2 separate regions of the Macaca mulatta genome follow, and region 2 is linked to region 1. A link is a contact called in public Hi-C data. All regions are on one chromosome and are shown on one strand. Each heading gives the region's core, a stretch centred on a gene start, on an enhancer-like site or on the middle of the called end of the contact. The rest is flanking DNA. Distances are from core to core; before and after follow the strand shown.

Region 1 (2,910 bases), core at 322-2,821:
GGCCATGGAGAGAGAATTTCAACTAAAATTGAAAAGCCATACAGAGGTCTGCATAAAAAACAAACAAAGAGCACACCATAAATCAAAACCTTTAAGATAAGAACGCAATTAGCATCTACAGGTTGAATGAGCTAATAACTTATGCCAATCTTATCATTACATTAGCTGAAAAGAAAACGAACTGACAGATAATCAAAGAACAAAGCAGTAGCTTCACTTCAGCAAAAACTCCATAGGATCACCAAAGAATAACTGGTGTGACTATCGTTTTCTCACTGGTGGATTCGTTTTTGGCAAGATTTTTAATGTCTAAATTTAAGTTAAACTTCAGTTTAACGAAATTAAAATTAACTTCATTTAGTCACAGTACACTTCTAAAACGGTCAAGCCTAGGACTGCTGAACAGCTATAGTTGCATAAAAACAATGCACTAGTCCTAAGTAGGGAAATGGGAAAGGGCTTTAAAAAAAAACAAAAAAAACATGCACATCCGATAAGAGCATATCTGAATCCCATCCTTTTTATCCTATCACAACACAAAACAGTTACGGTTTTCTGGGAAACATCCTAGACCGCTAGGGGAAAATAACACTAGACATTTCAATTCACTGTAACGAACTCTCATCAATAATAATAACCTCTAGCTGTTGTGACAACATGACATAAATAAAAATTAAATTGAATTTTTGAAATTGTTAGTTCCGACGTTTAAGTAGTTTTAAATAAGTTCTATTCTTTCAAAACTGAATTTCCTCATATCACATAATTTAAGACGCCTTTATTTCTTCTCCCGCTTGTCACATCTCTTTCGGGTTCTGAAGAGCACATCAGGGGGACTTGAAGTAGGCCACGTGGTTAGTGTTTGCTAGAACTCTTTTAGCTTCAGATCCAGTAATCGAGCATGCTAGGCTTGGCTACTCGCACTCCACACAGTTTATCCAGAGATCTAAACCCCGAATGAACCCGAATAGTTATTTGCTACAATGTCTTTCTCAAATCTCACATGTTCCTAAAATAAGGGTGCCCATGCAGTAGAGACGGATCCGGGCAGGATCATTAGATAAAATACGAAGGCTTTAAACGTCCTTCTCCCAACGAGCAGCCTGGGACCGGCGTCGGGGCGGCAGCCTCACCAGGATTCGGAGCGACATCCTCGCCAGGATTCGAAACACCTAGGAGACCCGCGCCCGCCTGACTCCCTTCGCCCCTGGGACCCCGTGAAGACGCAAACCTCCGGACGCCTCCCGCAGAACCACCTGTCAGAGCCAAGCAGCAGTCCCCACCTCGGAGCCTCCGACGTCCTGCTCGACGGCGCCGACAGCAGGAGACCCCGCTCCCTCAGGGTTCTCGTGGCCATAGGCGCCGCAGTCCACCGCACTCCGGCTAAGGAGGTCCCGGGCCATCACCTGCCCGCCTACCGACCACGCCCGACCCTCCGCTGAACTGAGTCTCTCGCCGGATCAACCGGCCCGCGGCGAACCCAGCTCTCGCCTCCGGCCGCTCCTTCTTATCCGCCCTGTCCCGCCGCGTCGCCGCCGTCCGAGCCGGCAGCCTGCTACTTACCTCCTGACAACTGCATCGAGTAAACCACACCGCCTTGTTCAACGCCTTCGCCGCCGCCGCCGTCTTCGTCACCGTCGCAGTCGCCGCCGCCATCTTTGTTGTGTCTCCGACTCCCTTCCCGCCCCCCTGCCTTGCTCAAGTCTCGCGTGAACAGGATGGAGGGCGAAAACGAGGAGGGGCCTGTTTGTCTCTCTCGGGGTTCCGTAGGCAGCAGTGGGCAGGGATTAAGGGGGGGTGTGTGCGGGGCGGGTACTGAGTGGGCGGGGCCTAGCTCGCGTAGCTCCCACAGGCTGACTAGTTACCCAGAGGCGCTGAACCGAGAGGCCTGCGGCGACGATGGAAAGCCTGGCAGTGCGGCTGCTGCGCGGCAGCAGGCTGGTGAGTGCGTTCGAGGCTGGCGTCCTGGGGGCCCAGGGCGACCTTGGCCCCTGGCATGACAGCTGGCAGAGCCTTCTAACGGGCCTCGGGGCGCCAGCCTGAGCCCCTCTCCACGTCGTGGGCCCATCTCCCCAGACCCTTGACCCGCGGGCAGCCCACGACCCCGACCCCCTTCAGGCCTCTGGGGGCGGCAGCTAGTGGCAAGGGGGTCGGGGCTGTCTAGAAGCTGCTTTGGCGGAGCAAGCGCCTTCAGTGGAGTCGGAGGGTCGCGTCAACAAGATGTCCTTTGCAGGCCGTTGCGTCCTGAGAGCAACTGAGTCTTGATCTCTGGATCTCTGGATACATTTTGCACAGGTGTTACCTCCCTGATGCCCTAACCCACCTTTTCCCCAGTGATTACATTTCACACCCCCTCCCCCCAAAAAAGATTGTTAAAATATAGGCCCAGTCTCATTCTGAGCAGGGTGTCTCCCTGTTCTTCCTTCCGCGGCCCCGCTCAAAGGTAGTAAGGGACTTCGGAGTTGTTCGGGCTTCCCGGCCAGGGATAGAGTTCCCTCTGCCCCTTATCTTATGTCTGGAGCCTGGGTTTCTTCCGTGGATAGACTCACCGCGGCCCAGGGGAGCCTGTGCCGGTCCCTCTTCCATGAACTTAAGCTGAAACCAGCCTTTTGTGCTTAATTCTGATCTCTGCACCTACACAAACTGTTGGTTCTTTAACAGCCCCTGTGTTAAACATCCTATGCTCTTCACCCCTTGGACCTATTATATAGCATGCTTTCCAGAACATACACATTTGGATACACTTGTGTTTGTCAGTACACTTCACTAGGAATTTTCCCACTGCTTACGTGTGCTTTTCGTGTTTCCTTTGCATTTGCTTTAATGAGTTGGGCTTTCCAACTGCTGCTCCAGTCTTATGCCCAGAGGCAGAACTCTTACCTTTTTACTCATTAGAGATAATTAATGTTA
Region 2 (2,753 bases), core at 64-2,563, 140 kb after region 1:
TGCAGTAGGCAGAAAGGTTGCTGTTGCGTGTTTATTGTGTCAGGAATCATACAAAGATGTGCATCCAGTTCAGGGTGTGTGAATGCATAAAGATCATCAACACTTTCTCATTTATGTCCCTTAAAAGTTAATCACTTTAACCCCAACAATTTTCTCTCACTTCGTACAAAATCAAATAAAACAATATATATTTTTCTTTTACAAAAGGCAGTGAAAAAGCAGTTAAAGCATCGATTAAATCGAAATTTTTCAGTGAACCTTTGACATTCAAGAATCACTCAGTCACTTCATTCTACTGATTAAGTACTGCTTTTCTTTCATGGAGATAAAATAATTTCTCATTACTCAAGCAACCTTCTTGATTCTCATTTCTAGAGGATTCTAGAAAACAGTAAATGGAGCACACTGAGCCTGCAACTTTGGGGAGTGGCAGGACAGAGTGGAAGGGGATAGGCTTGTAGCTGTTGTTTTAGGATCCTTCAATAAGCAGCTCTAAAAGAAGCTGTGGGAGCTTTAACACATTGCAGAGTACCGTCTCCCAGGCTGTTCACCCTTCTGAAGGGGGGTTCCTCCAGGGCAAAGGCTGGTCTGTTTACATGCATCTTTCCAGAGCCTCTCACCAGGCCTGGCACCAGCGGAGGCTCAATAAATGTTTGTGGAAAGATGGGGTGGAGAGATAAAGCATAATATAAATATGAACGGGTTTCTTCAGTAGAACTTGAGACAATGGGAAATGAGAGACGCTGGTTTATAGGTGGAAACTCCAAAGAAATGAGAAAAAAAAATCAAGGCAAAATAATGCAGTTAATTGAGTAGAGCAAATATTTTCTTCTCTACATCAACTTTTCGTTAGCTTCACAGGCGTGTGCACATCCAGGGATAGGGAGAAAACTTTAGCACTATGGAATTATTGACCAAAATGGGATTCTTGTGTTTCAGAGACTAACTTAAAGGGGAGGGCGCCACAGACAGAGCTGTAAAGATCTTTCCCGCTTTCTATGCAGAGGGCGGGCAGAGCGTCAGCCCCCCCCCCACGAAAACTACATTTCCCAGAATGCCATACGCGGGCAGGAGAGGGCGTGAACAGAGCCTTGGCGCGATGGTCCTTGGGAGTTGTAGTTTCCACGCGTCCAGCTCGAACGCCGTTGCCTCGGCGAAGTGGTAAAATGAGCCCACGTGATCGGAAAAGCAGCGGTTTCCCTTTGAGCCGGAACAGGATGACTGGGTTGACCGATGCTGGGCAGCTGAGCGGACCAATCGGCCGCCTAGACTGAGTCGTTGGCGTTTGAAATCAGCCAATGGCAGGTCTACGCTGGAGCTTCCTCTGCGCCTCCTTCGCCTAGCCTGCGAGTGCTCTGAGGGAAGCAAGGAGGCGGCGGCGGCGGTGGTAGCGAGCGGCGAGTAGTGGAAACGTTGTTTCTGAGGGGAGCCCAAGGTAGGGAGGCGAGGCGACCGTGTGCGGGAGCGGACTCTCCAGGGACTTCCCGGGTCTGCAACTGGCAGGGCCGTTCCGTTCGCAGGGGATCCCGTTTCATTTCTATTGTTTTCCCTTATATTTTTAGGAGTGTCCGGGCCGACGGGACCCGGGAGAAGGGAAAGGGAACGGTCTCGGGTCCGGGCATCGCTGCAGGCCGGGCTGGGTTTAGGGGGACTGCGGTGCCTGCCGGGCCGGTTTGGGCGCGGCGAGGGCCGGATGAGGGGACGAGTTCCGACCTTGGCGGGCTAGTGCTCGGCGCAGGCGCAGAGACTCCTCGCGGTCGTCGTCTCGGCCCCTCCCTCTGGGGTTCCCCACCGCCAGGCTATCCGTGCGCAGCCCCAGCCCGCGGGACCCTTGGGGACTCTGACTGGGCCCCTGTTCTGCAGATGACCGGTTCTAACGAGTTCAAGCTAAACCAGCCACCCGAGGATGGCATCTCTTCGGTGAAGTTCAGCCCCAACACCTCCCAGTTCCTGCTTGTCTCCTCCTGGGACACGTCCGTGCGCCTCTACGATGTGCCGGCCAACTCCATGCGGCTCAAGTACCAGCACACCGGCGCTGTCCTGGACTGCGCCTTCTACGTAGGTGCCCTCCCGCCCCGCTCCGGCCCTCTTCCTGTGTTACGATTCTCCACGTTAGGAGCGTTTCTTTTCCAGGGCTGGGTAGAGGCGTCTGTCGGTGGGGTTGTTTAGACAGTTAGTTCTTTAGCTTTTCAGGAGCACCTGCCTTCAACCGGTACCGTTTTAGGTTTGGGGATATGCAGACATTGGAAACTCCGTTTCCCCTTTCCATTAAAGGCTTGTGGAGTAACTCTGTAAACTTTCTGAACATAAATGATCATTATATTTGCAACAATACTGTTTTGGCTGCCGTACTGAACGAAACCGTTTAGGGGAAATGTATGTTTACCCTCAGCTAGCGTGTTGGCTAGAATAAAGCAGCCCTCCTTTAATTTCCTGACACAGGAGTTTAGTGACCACTTGCTTTTTTGTGCTGTTTTTTGGTTTGTTTGCCATGAATAGTTGAGCCCAGTGCATATCCTCAGCATAAACTGAACACTTGCTTGTAGAAATAAGAACGTTGAAACCCTTTCAAAAGTTCTAGTTTTTAAATGGTTCAAAACTGTTTTATAGGATCCAACGCATGCCTGGAGTGGAGGACTAGATCATCAATTGAAAATGCATGATTTGAACACTGATCAAGGTAATGTGACAATATCTTTACCAGTTTGTTTTCTTGACTGGTGTCCTAAAGTATAAATGTGTAGGAAGAGTAG

Evidence for each region. A called contact is a pair of places that touch in the nucleus more often than the background predicts.
Region 2: a Hi-C map of cortical neurons shows a contact between it and region 1, with 3 times the contacts expected there. The contact joins the promoter of BUB3 here to the promoter of IKZF5 in region 1. A contact is called at or near these places in 2 of 14 Hi-C or Micro-C datasets (CD4 T cells and cortical neurons).

The regions. Positions count from the first base shown.
Region 1 is chr9:135,064,166-135,067,075 of T2T-MMU8v2.0, forward strand. IKZF5 (IKAROS family zinc finger 5) reads right to left here and starts at 1,572. Exons shown (of 5, transcript NM_001261672.1): 1 at 1,564-1,572; 2 at 1-48. ACADSB (acyl-CoA dehydrogenase short/branched chain) reads left to right here and starts at 1,800. Exons shown (of 11, transcript NM_001261772.1): 1 at 1,800-1,941. The coding sequence starts at 1,900.
Region 2 is chr9:135,203,895-135,206,647 of T2T-MMU8v2.0, forward strand. It overlaps BUB3 (BUB3 mitotic checkpoint protein), which reads left to right and starts at 1,314. Exons shown (of 8, transcript NM_001266253.1): 1 at 1,314-1,435; 2 at 1,864-2,058; 3 at 2,611-2,680. The coding sequence starts at 1,864.